3 separate regions of the Mus musculus genome follow, and regions 2 and 3 are each linked to region 1. The links are chromatin contacts, called in public Micro-C maps. All regions are on one chromosome and are shown on one strand. The core of a region is the stretch at or near the end of the contact, and the rest is flanking DNA. Distances in the headings are between cores, read along the strand shown. Region 1 overlaps Sos2 (SOS Ras/Rho guanine nucleotide exchange factor 2). Region 2 holds the start of Sos2 (SOS Ras/Rho guanine nucleotide exchange factor 2). Region 3 holds the start of Vcpkmt (valosin containing protein lysine (K) methyltransferase).

What was found. A called contact is a pair of places that touch in the nucleus more often than the background predicts.
Region 2: a contact with region 1 is called in a Micro-C map of granulosa cells, with 1.7 times the contacts expected there. The contact joins the promoter of Sos2 here to the enhancer-like site in region 1. A contact is called at or near these places in 8 of 39 promoter capture datasets (3T3-L1-derived adipocytes, embryonic stem cells, hippocampal neurons and 3 more), 25 of 484 Hi-C or Micro-C datasets (the AML12 cell line, CD4 T cells, the HPC-7 cell line and 16 more), 11 of 115 datasets of contacts at active chromatin or transcription factors (CD8 T cells, the HPC-7 cell line, the SCID.adh cell line and 7 more) and 2 of 9 other capture datasets (adipose tissue and pancreatic islet).
Region 3: a Micro-C map of granulosa cells shows a contact between it and region 1, with 1.6 times the contacts expected there. The contact joins the promoter of Vcpkmt here to the enhancer-like site in region 1. A contact is called at or near these places in 7 of 39 promoter capture datasets (the 3T3-L1 cell line, the HPC-7 cell line, frontonasal cranial neural crest and 3 more), 1 of 15 datasets of contacts at CTCF or cohesin (the NIH/3T3 cell line), 4 of 484 Hi-C or Micro-C datasets (double positive thymocytes, embryonic stem cells, epidermal suprabasal cells and 1 more), 3 of 115 datasets of contacts at active chromatin or transcription factors (embryonic stem cells and extraembryonic endoderm stem cells) and 3 of 9 other capture datasets (adipose tissue, liver and pancreatic islet).

The regions. Positions count from the first base shown.
Region 1 is chr12:69,617,250-69,620,761 of GRCm38.p6, reverse strand. Sos2 (SOS Ras/Rho guanine nucleotide exchange factor 2) reads left to right here. Exons shown (of 23, transcript NM_001135559.1): 9 at 2,582-2,706; 10 at 3,253-3,512. Among named protein-coding and RNA genes, the nearest start is that of Gm31679, 6.3 kb to the left of the region's middle. Within about 2 kb of position 1,986, at least 11 of the 459 cell types and tissues checked have an H3K27ac peak or open chromatin away from gene starts, as enhancers often do. A contact at or near this core is called in extraembryonic endoderm stem cells and granulosa cells, where this site is marked.
Region 2 is chr12:69,680,295-69,683,806 of GRCm38.p6, reverse strand. It overlaps Sos2 (SOS Ras/Rho guanine nucleotide exchange factor 2), which reads left to right and starts at 1,955. Exons shown (of 23, transcript NM_001135559.1): 1 at 1,955-2,292. The coding sequence starts at 2,206.
Region 3 is chr12:69,581,052-69,584,563 of GRCm38.p6, reverse strand. It overlaps Vcpkmt (valosin containing protein lysine (K) methyltransferase), which reads left to right and starts at 1,547. Exons shown (of 6, transcript NM_001033236.3): 1 at 1,547-1,843; 2 at 1,934-2,044; 3 at 2,219-2,288; 4 at 3,327-3,446. The coding sequence starts at 1,578. Sos2 (SOS Ras/Rho guanine nucleotide exchange factor 2) reads left to right here. Exons shown (of 23, transcript NM_001135559.1): 23 at 1-803.

The DNA.
Region 1 (3,512 bases), core at 737-3,236:
AGATGAGAGGTGCGGGGCCAGGTCTGTAAGCAGCATCCAGATGGTTACTTCTGAACCCCTTGAAATATGAGGAAAATGTAAATTCAGATTGTGAAATAAATTGGATGTTTAAATTTTCCTGAAGTGATAATTTTCATATAGTTATATAAATATGCACTTACACAATTTCTTTATAATACCTATGTAATACTTTGTTCTCTATCAAAAAGATTAAAATATTGGCATATAATCTAACATAAATTATTAAAAGGTAAACATTTTTTCCTTTCAAGAGAAAGTGTTTTCTTCTGAGAGAAATATTAAAGAAAAGTTTCAGCAAGTGAAATAAAGCCAAATTTTGAGAGATTAAAAAATTAGATAAGAGCCGGTCGTGGTGGCGCACTCGGGAGGCAGAGGCAGGCGGATTTCTGAGTTCGAGGCCAGCCTGGTCTACAGAGTGACTTCCAGGACAGCCAGGGCTACACAGAGAAACCCTGTTTCGAAAAACCAACCAACCAAACAAACAAAATTAGATAAAAATGCTTATTTCTAAGGATTATAAGGATTATTACAAAATTTTTAAGATTAACCTTCATGGCTTCTGGATACTGCAGGGGTTGAATTTAATGTTATAACAATGTCCTCCTGCAGAGGGTCTGGTTCGATTGCCAGTACCTACAGTACCTACAACCATCTGGGACTTCAGCTCCAGGGGAAAGAATGCCCCCTTCTTGCCTCTGTGGGCACCAGGTACAAATTGGCATGTAGATATGTATGTAGACTAAGCACCCATAAACATATAATAATGTAAAAATTAAAAGTATACCAATAAAACCCTTTATAGTGTTTGGTTACACACAGCTTTTGACACATTGAAATGTTAAATTTGCTTATTTTATTCTGTTGTAAAACAAATATATGTCAACTTTTTAAATTGCCAGAACTTAAGTATTTAACAGAGAGTATGTAGTAATTTTAGGAGTTTATCTTATTGTATGTCTTCATATTAGTGAATAAAAGTAACTTTAAAAAAAAAAAAAACCAACAAACTTTGAAAGCCAGACCTGGTGTACATACCTTCGATCCCAGCACTCGGGAGGCACAAACAGTTCTCTGTGAGTTTGAGGCCAGCCTGGTCTACAAAGCTAGTCTAGGACAGCCAGGGCTCTGTTACACAGAGAAACCCCATCTTGAACAACCACGAGAAAAGTGTTGCTTTGTAATTGTGTGTGTAGTATTGAGGTGGGTGTGGGTGGGCGCTGGGGACACAGGTGGAGGGCAGAGGACAGGCTGTGGAGTTGGTACTCCTTCTGCCTTTCTGTGGGTTCTGCACACGGAACTCAAGTCATTAGGTTTGCCTAGCAAGCGAGTTAGCCAATTAGCCATCCCGCTGGCCCTAAAGTAACTCTTAAAAGTCATGCTTTAAATACTTTAAATTATTTTGTATAATAAAAAGTTCCTAAATCATTTCACAGTTATCTTTTTCATTGACTTTTATGCTGACAGTACTTTATATCTTCATTGGGTTTGTTAACAGAGGGTTGGTTTTAAGAAGTCAGATGGTATATGTAATTATACAAAGTTACAGTTGTCTTTATTAACTATATTAGTCTTTTTGCTGTGTCCAAATATCTGACAAGAAACAAAGTTAGTGAGGAAGGAGTATGGTTGAAGAAGGGATGTAGTCCATCACTGGGGGAAGCATGGCAGCATCCTCAGTCAGGAAGCGAAGGACTGCAAGGAAGGCCAGGCTACTGAAAGAAAGATGAAATTTCAAGACCTGTAAGTCATATCAACTACTCAGAAATTGCTGGTTGTTTGTGAGCTAGAGGCTGCCTGGGGCTGAGAATAAAGAAAAACAAACCCGGGTATGCCCCGTAGTTAAAACATTCCTGGGAACATCTTGACCATAAGATAAAGAAAAATGCAAGGACACAAGCAGGGCTATCTTGTCTGAGTCAATCCCATCTGGCTGGAACCTCCCCTCTGTCTTTGGCCCCTTGACACAGGGTAAAGTCATACATCAACTGGTTGCTATGTGAACAAAGATAAGCACCCAGCCCACAGGAACAAAGTCCTGATGCCCTTTCTCTGACGTGTAATCTTTCTGTTGTTTGAATGAGCGAATCCCATACCTTTGTTGAAATTCCTCGCACCCCTAACCCTTATTCTTTCATAAAAACCCCTAGTTTTCGAGCCTCGTGGCCAACATCCGTTATCTCCTGTGTGGGATACATGTCGGTCCGGAGCTCCGTCATTAAACTGCCTCATGTGATTACAGCAAGATAGATTCTCATGTTTCTTTGGGTGCTCTCTCCCGAGATTAGAGTGGGGGTCCCTGAAAGGGGGTCTTACACTACAAAACCTTCAGATGCCCCAGTGGGAGGGAAGCCCACCTCCTAATGGTTCCACAGCCTTCATCACACAGTGCTACCAGCGGGAACAAAGTGTGCAGACACATAAGCCTATGGGAGACATTGCACCATCAACTGCAGCATTAAATACATTGAGGTTTTAAATATCTGTTTCCACTTTAACTACAAAGAAGTTGAGAGTAGAACCAAAGAATGTAATTTTTTTTCTCCCCTCCCCCCCTTAGCAGTTGAAGGCATGCAGTGAAGAGCAGGAGGACAAAGAGTGCTTGAATCAGGCTATAACTGCCCTCATGAACCTCCAAGGCAGCATGGACCGCATTTACAAGCAGCACTCCCCCAGACGCCGGCCTGGGTAAGTCTGGACCGTGCTTCTTCACCGTGTGTGATAGCCTCTGTTCCAGGTGGGATTTACAATGACACCACGGTCTTGAAAATTATGCTTATGCTTTTGTGACCTGTGTTAGTCAGGAAATCACCAAACTACCATTGTTACATTGATAGGATATAGCTTACAAATTTAAATATATATTTACTGAAATTTTATGTAATTTTCTGCAGTGTGGAATTTTTTAATAATTTTAGTTCTTATGGCTCAAGGAATAAAATATTCAGCTGTAATATTTACTTTGGTAGTAGTAAAATCGAGTTAGCTGCTATTGAGGGGCAGGGCTAGAAGAAAATAATTGTTAGAAATATAGTTTAATATTTCATTATTTAAGCTTTTGAATGCTGAGTATTCAAACCCAGGGCTTTTTACATGCTAAGTATGGACTCAGTCATTGAAGTATACCCCTCAACTCAGCTTAATACTTTGGTTATTTGATTTGGGATTACATAATCATTATCACTGAATAAGCCAAAAGTTACCTTGCTTTTTAACATTTTCTTTTTCTTTTAGGGATCCAGTTTGCCTTTTTTACAATCGTCAATTAAGAAGCAAACACCTGGCTATCAAAAAAATGAATGAAATTCAGAAAAACATAGATGGGTGGGAAGGCAAAGATATCGGACAGTGTTGTAATGAGTTCATAATGGAGGGGCCACTGACCAGAATTGGTGCTAAACACGAAAGGCATATCTTTCTCTTTGATGGCTTAATGATCAGCTGTAAACCCAATCATGGCCAGACCCGGCTTCCAGGATATAGCAGTGCAGAAT
Region 2 (3,512 bases), core at 706-3,205, 63 kb before region 1:
GTTACGTAAAAGGGGAACGGTGCCAGATCGGGAGGACAGCCAACTGGAAATGGGTGGCACACTTCTATAAAGAGGACGGCCTCTGCACTGCCTGCTCGTTTCTTTGCATAGATGCAGTAGGCCACGTTGTTGCCAGATCTTTGTCAAGAGAAGCTGGAAATAGACAAGAAAAAAAAAAAGCTATCGACTTTAAAATGGTAATACCAATTAAAAATTCTTAATACTTGGCGAAACAAATACATCTTCAGGCCAGATTAAGCTCAGGGGAGCCTTCCAATAGCCTTTGCCAAGAATAAAACTTCCCACCAATGACTTTCCTATGAGAAAATACAATTGCAGTCTGATAATTTGACAGCTTCGTGTTTTATAGCTAGGGTCTAGGAACTTTAGGAAAAATAAGCTTTCTCTATAAACCAGAGTGTATTTAGTACATGGGACTATGAACATGGCCATTTATTAGAAGACAACTTTAGAACTTTTATTAGAAACAACTTTAGTGTTATTATGTAGGCACACGCGTGTGCGAGGACACACATATGCCACATTTCAGATGTAGACAGGTCAGGGAACAACCTTGCGAAGCCGGTTCTTTCCTTCACGTGGGTTCCAGGGGTGGAACGCAGGTTGTCAGCCTTGGGAAGCGAAGCAGGTACCTTTTCCTCGACAGCCCCAGAGGACTTTTTTTTTTTTAAACACTGTGGATACTTAGATTAAAAAAGAAACCAAAAACAAAACAAAACGGAAACCTCCGATCTCTTTAAGTATTTAGTTGCCATTTTTACTTTATGAAGTCAAAATGGTGTTGTGTTTGGGGGAGAACAATGTTCACCCACTGATTCTGGAGCTGAAATTACTACACAAGTTATCTTTTCCAGTCTGTTCTTCTGTTCCCTTCCTCACTTCGGTGGCTGGCAGCATGACTGTTTACAGCCCGTTGGGAGCAATCTGTTCAGCGATTTTAGTGGGATGAAATTTGGGTTAGTGAAAAAGTTTCCAAAGTACATGCCCCTTCAACTTAAAAAAGCATAGGGACAGAGGATTTTTAGGTTTTTTTTTTTTAATGCTAATTAGTGTGACTGTATCGCAGGATCCAGGTTCTGTAGAACCTTAAGTGGAAAGGATTTGAACATGATTAACCTAAGAACAATATCTGAAAGTTTTTGGATACTTTTTTTTTTTTTTTTTTTTTGATCCATAGGGACTCTAGGTGAAAGACCTCGAACTGAAGTCATCTGGCCCTTCAACGTGCGCTAAGAGCTTCCCATGACCCTACAATGTGACTTTATGAATAGCCACTATCACCTAAATATACAAAGGAGCCACACAGAGCACACGTTAAATAAATATCCTATCAGCCCAAATGTCCTTTTCTCCCCACATCTGTGTTCTGCCTCCCAGAGCTGCAGTCACGGGCTCGGGGGTCCCCTAGGGCTGTACCGAATCAGGATTGTCTGCCAGGACTCGGAACGCTGCCGAGTTCGTCTGGAAGAGCCACCCCGCCCCGTGCACGTTCCCAGGAGAGACCGATTACCCTCCCGGCCCCGGGGCCCCGCACCAGACGCCTCGGCCCGCTCGGCGGCGCGCATGCTCCGTGCTGGTCTTCTCCAGAGACTCGGGAGAGCGAGCGCGGGGCCGAGCCGAGCCGAGCCGCCGCTGCAGGCACCGGGCGCTCGGCGGCGGCCGGCGGGGCTGGAGGGGCGGCGGCGGCGGCGGCGGCCAGTGCCGTGCACGCCGGACACGCGCGCCCGCTCGGCCCCGAGGGCCCTCTGGAGGTGACTCGGGCGGACCCGGCGGTGGCGGCGGCGGCGGCGGCGGCGGTAGCGGCGGCTGCGCGGAGGGCGGGGGAGGCGATGAGGACGCTGCGGGCCGCCGCTGTCTGCCCGCCGCGGCCGTAGCGGGAGTCGGGGCGGGGGCGAGGCCGGCGGTGCCCCGCGCTGCGCACCCAGACAAAGGAGGAGGAGCCTCGGGCCAGCGGGCCGGCGCCGCGGGGACAGCAGGACGCCTCGGGCCGCCGCGCTTCCTCGGGGCTGCGGGGCCGCCAAGCCTCGGCGAACGCCCGCCCGCCGGCGCCGCCCCCGAGCGCTCGGCCGGAGCTGCGGCCCGGGCGGGAGGCGGCGGCCGGGGCGAGGCGAGGCGAGGCGGCCGGCGCCCTGCCTGTCAGGCCACCGGCCCGGCCTCCGATGCGGAGGCGCTGCGGCCGGGGCCATGCAGCAGGCGCCGCAGCCCTACGAGTTCTTCAGCGAAGAAAACAGCCCGAAATGGCGGGGACTATTGGTCCCGGCCCTGCGGAAGGTCAGTGCTGGGGCCGAGGGAGGTGCCGCGGGGCGACGGGCTGGGGGGCCGGGCCCGGAGCTCGCACAACTTGTAACGGGGAGAGCGAGGAGCGGGGAGCACGGCTCGCGCCCGCCCCGCGTGCCGCGGCCGAGCCTTCTCTGGCCGGGCTGCGGGCGCTCCTAATTGCCTGTTGCATCCCGAAGGACGTTTTCTCAACTTTCTTTTTTGGCCTGGTCCCGGAAGGAAGGTTTTGTTATGATCATAAAACTGGATTTCATCTTACAGTCATTTCGTCAGGCAACTTCCGCCGTTGACCAATGCGTTGTCCTCAGGCTGGATTCTGGCAACACAGAGTCCCACTGGTTTTTTTCGTTTCTAAAACAAATGCGCAATTTTGGACCGAGAGGCTACTTTGAATTAAGTTCTTGGGGCTGGGGGTGCTCGCCTCGGGCGGCTTGCTTGCTACGCTCGCCCATTCGCCTGTTGAGGCTGTGCTGTTTTCGCTAATATGGATGTGTGTTTCCCATGTGTGAAGTGTCAGTGAGTCATAGTATTCGTTCTCCAGCTCTTGGGGTGAATCTAAAGCGCCTCCCCACTTCCTGCAGAAGTCTTACCTGAATACAAAGATTGCCTCACAAAATGTGGTCAGTTTCTTCACAGCGACGAGGACTTGCAATAACCACTTTTAAGGGACAGTTGCGGGGGCGGGCGGGGGGGGGGAGGTGGCTCGTTGCTAATCAATCTTTGGAGATTAGATACATTGCTAGGGTGCGTGTCTCCGATTGGTTGGTGCTAGTCTTATATGAAGTTAGGTAATTATGCCATTCTCTTTGTTGCTCTGGGCCAGCAAGAGACTCGTTAGGGAAGGTGATTTGCGGTCCAACAACACAAGCTTGATGGCTTGAATTTCATTCCTGGAATCCACGTAAAGGTGATAGGGGAGAACTGACTCCACAAAGCTGTCCTGGCCTTCATGCAGGCCCTCACCACACACACACACACACACACACACACACACACACACACACACACATGCCACTAACACATATATCACACACACACACTTTAATAAGAAACCTCCACTAGGTAAAATACCACAATTGAGGGAGAATGTAAGATGTAAGGAGTAAAAGTACCTTTTGGGTTCCTGAGTTCATGTGCAGAACCCAGGGGGGAAGGAGAGAACTGACTCCCTACACACACTCGTACACACTCACAGACAGACAGACGGACAGACA
Region 3 (3,512 bases), core at 298-2,797, 36 kb after region 1:
TTTTAACCCTCTGACCGTCTTCTAGCTTCTAATTTTGTTTGGTTTTTACATCTAGGAGACTTAGGAATAATACCCACTGTTCTTAAACTCTTTGAGACCATGTCTTAAATGTCAGTATTTGCTGCTGAAGACAAAAACGGAAAATAGAATGAAATAATAGAATGCACTGTGTTTATTATTTTGTTAAAATTATAAACAGTTCTACATAACCTGATTATAGAAGAAGGGCATGTGTTCATTAAGATGTGCCTTTTGTTTTGCAGTGTATGGTGTTTAGCTAATCATTGTTTAGCTAATGATTTGCCTATTATTTGGGAAGACAAAATTAATATGCCATATATGTACAGTTTATTTATATTGTATATATTTAAAGATAATGCTAATAACCTCTATAAATGTAAGTGACTTGAGGCCTATAATACAATCTGCTATTTGACTAATTTGTAAGTCTGGAACAAAAGTGTCTTATGGCATAAGAACCAACTGCCATTGTCAAACCTATTAACTGTCTTTAATCTCGTGTTAACTGAAATTTTTGAAAAGTTTTTCCAGATTAGTAATATTTAAACAGAAAATACTTTAAAAAGCTTTATTAAATTTTTTAATCAGGATAAAGCTTTGCCATTTGGATACTATCATTCAAAGTGATCAAGGTATGTATGTTATGCTGATAGTGCAGTAGCAGCCATTGTAAAGTAGCCAAAAGCCACGTTGTTTATCTACTGGTCTGTGGCCTTTTACTGTGCTTTGTATCAGAGTTCTTAACAAGATTAATAAATCACCTCAGTCTTAATTTGTAAAAGATTTGCAATATTGTTTTTCATCACAAAGAGCAAGGAGAAGCTGGGAATAGTGGTGAGCACCTGTAATCGCAGAACTTGGGAGGTTAGACGGAAGCATCTGGACTTAAAGGCGACTCGACTACGTGAAGAGTATGAAGAGTTTGAACCTACTTGGGATACAGGAGGCCATCCTGAAAACAAAAAAACAAAAAACAACAAAGCTGAAAAAAATCTAGAAGAACGAATAGCTATCATCTGTTTATTACGTGTGTGTGTGTGTGTGTGTGTGTGTGTGTGTGTGTGTGTGTTCATACTAGAGATCCAATGTGACAGGCCAACCTGCAGGTCTCTCCTTCTACTATGTGAGTCCTTGGTCTTGCTGGCCATCTTTTGGCCCCGTGGGATGTAAAAGGACTAACTTTTCTTTACCATTAAAAGCAAGTAGCACGTTCCCAGCCACCACGTTTATGCATTCATATGAAAAGGAAGCACAGTAGGAAAACTTCTTGAATATAACCATTTTTAGATAGGACCTGGGTAGCTGCCTAGATCTATCGCCAGCGGCTCTGTGTGAGCCGTTCTCCAGCTATGTATAAGCACTGTCGGTCGCTTTGCTTCTTAAAGTGCCTATCATTGTAGCAGCAGCTGGGCCACTCCTGGGTAGGTTCTGCTGCTTCCTGCGGACTTTGAGAGTCACGCATGCGCCTTGGGCAGCCGCCCTGCCGCTGGGAGGTACGGGTGCTGCGTGGGCGTGACGTTACCGCGTGCCGCAGCCTGCGGCGGGCCGGGGCAGGGATGGCGGCCGCCGTGGAGCCGGAGGTGGAGGACCCGCTGTGGAGCTTTGTGCGGGTTCTGGAGAAGCGGGATGGGACAGTGCTTCGGCTGCAGCAGTACGGCTCCGGGGGCGTGGGTTGCGTTGTGTGGGACGCCGCCATCGTCCTTTCCAAATACCTGGAGACGCCGGGGTTTTCTGGCGACGGGGCCCACGCGCTGAGTCGGCGCTCGGTGCTGGAGCTGGGCTCCGGCACGGGGGCCGTGGGGCTCATGGCTGCGACCCTCGGGTAAGAGCTGGCGGGAAGGCGCTGGTCGCCCAGCATCAGGTCACCGGCGTGCAGCCTTGCGCCTGTACCTCAACGAGGTTGTTTTTTTAGGGCAGATGTTATAGTCACTGATCTTGAAGAGCTGCAGGACTTGCTGAAAATGAATATTGATATGAACAAGCATCTTGTGACTGGTTCTGTTCAAGCCAAGGTACTGAAATGGTTTGTATGGCCTTTCAGCTTGTTTTTAAGATAATCGATCGCTTACATGGGCTTTAAATTGCATTTTACACAACGCTTGCTTAATATGAGGGGAGCCTTCTGCTTCTCGTTTCTAAAATGAACACTTTAAATCGTCAGAGCATCAGTTAAAGACATACGTTTGACATTTTTAAGGGGTGAAGACATAGAAGACTTGATGTCACCAGACTACATATTGATGGCAGACTGTATATACTATGAGGAGGTGAGTAGTGGTCGAACTGGTGTGTCCGAAAGCCCACAGCTCTCCGTGGTTTAACACCTCCAGGTGTGGGATATTTGTTCTATAGATGATGAGGCAGTAAAGAGAAGTTAAACTATCAAAGGCAACACATTCGCACAATTCAGGATAGGCATACAGGCCTGCCTGTGCGAGGTGGTTGAGAAAACTTGCGTGCATTCTACTGGAGACTTTTTGGAAAAATTTAAAAGGATTTTCCGATTTGCATATATTCTAGAAAACTAAGATACCTTCTGTTTGTTTGTCTGTTTGTTCATTTGTTTTTCTTTTCCCATTGACTGCTAACTGTGACTTTGGAAATTAATTAAAATGCAGGTTGGCTCACTCCTAGAATCCTAGCACTCACAATTGCCATGAATGCTAGGCCAGCACAGAGTGAGACGCTCCAAAATTAGTTATTCTCAGTGACAACATTTTATTAGACTTGTGGAATGATTTTCTTCCCATATCAGTTTATGCAGTATTGGACAGTATTTAGTTTTAAGTTGATGCCTTGAGCCAACTGATGATCAAAAGGGTCAGCAGTTAAGAGCACACACAGTTCTTCCAGAGGATCCAAGTTCAGTTCCCAGTACCCACATCAGGCAGTTCACAGCCACCTGTAACTCCAGCTCCAGGAAGATCAATTCTTCTGGCCCTGCAGGCACTAGCACATACTTAGACACAGGCAAATACGTGCATATAATTAAAATAACAAAAATTAAATTTAAACCATTAGGGTCAGGCTTGCTTTGGTAGAATAAATAGTTGATTGTTTAAATACCACATTAACTTAGATGAAGTGAAATTAGACTTGTAAGACTTAAGTCTAGCAAGATGTGATGGTACAACTTAACTAGAAACCAGTATAATTATTGGTAGTCAGGGGTTGTTTACCAGTCTTGTTTGATAACCTTGCTTTGTTTTGTTGGTTTAGAATGGTTTGACTCACCTCCTGACCCTTTCCTATCACAGGAAACTCTTGACGTAATAAACTGAAAATGGTATTTTTTTTTTAAATAGTCCTTGGAACCACTGCTGAAAACATTAAAAGATCTCAGTGGATCTGAAACTTGTATTATATGTTGTTACGAACAACGTACAATGGGGAAAAATCCAGAAATTGAGAAGAAGTATTTTGAGGTGAGTATCGTAATAGGTCTGTCTTGGTAGCAGTTACCCTCTGGGGGAGCTGGATGCGGTCGCTGC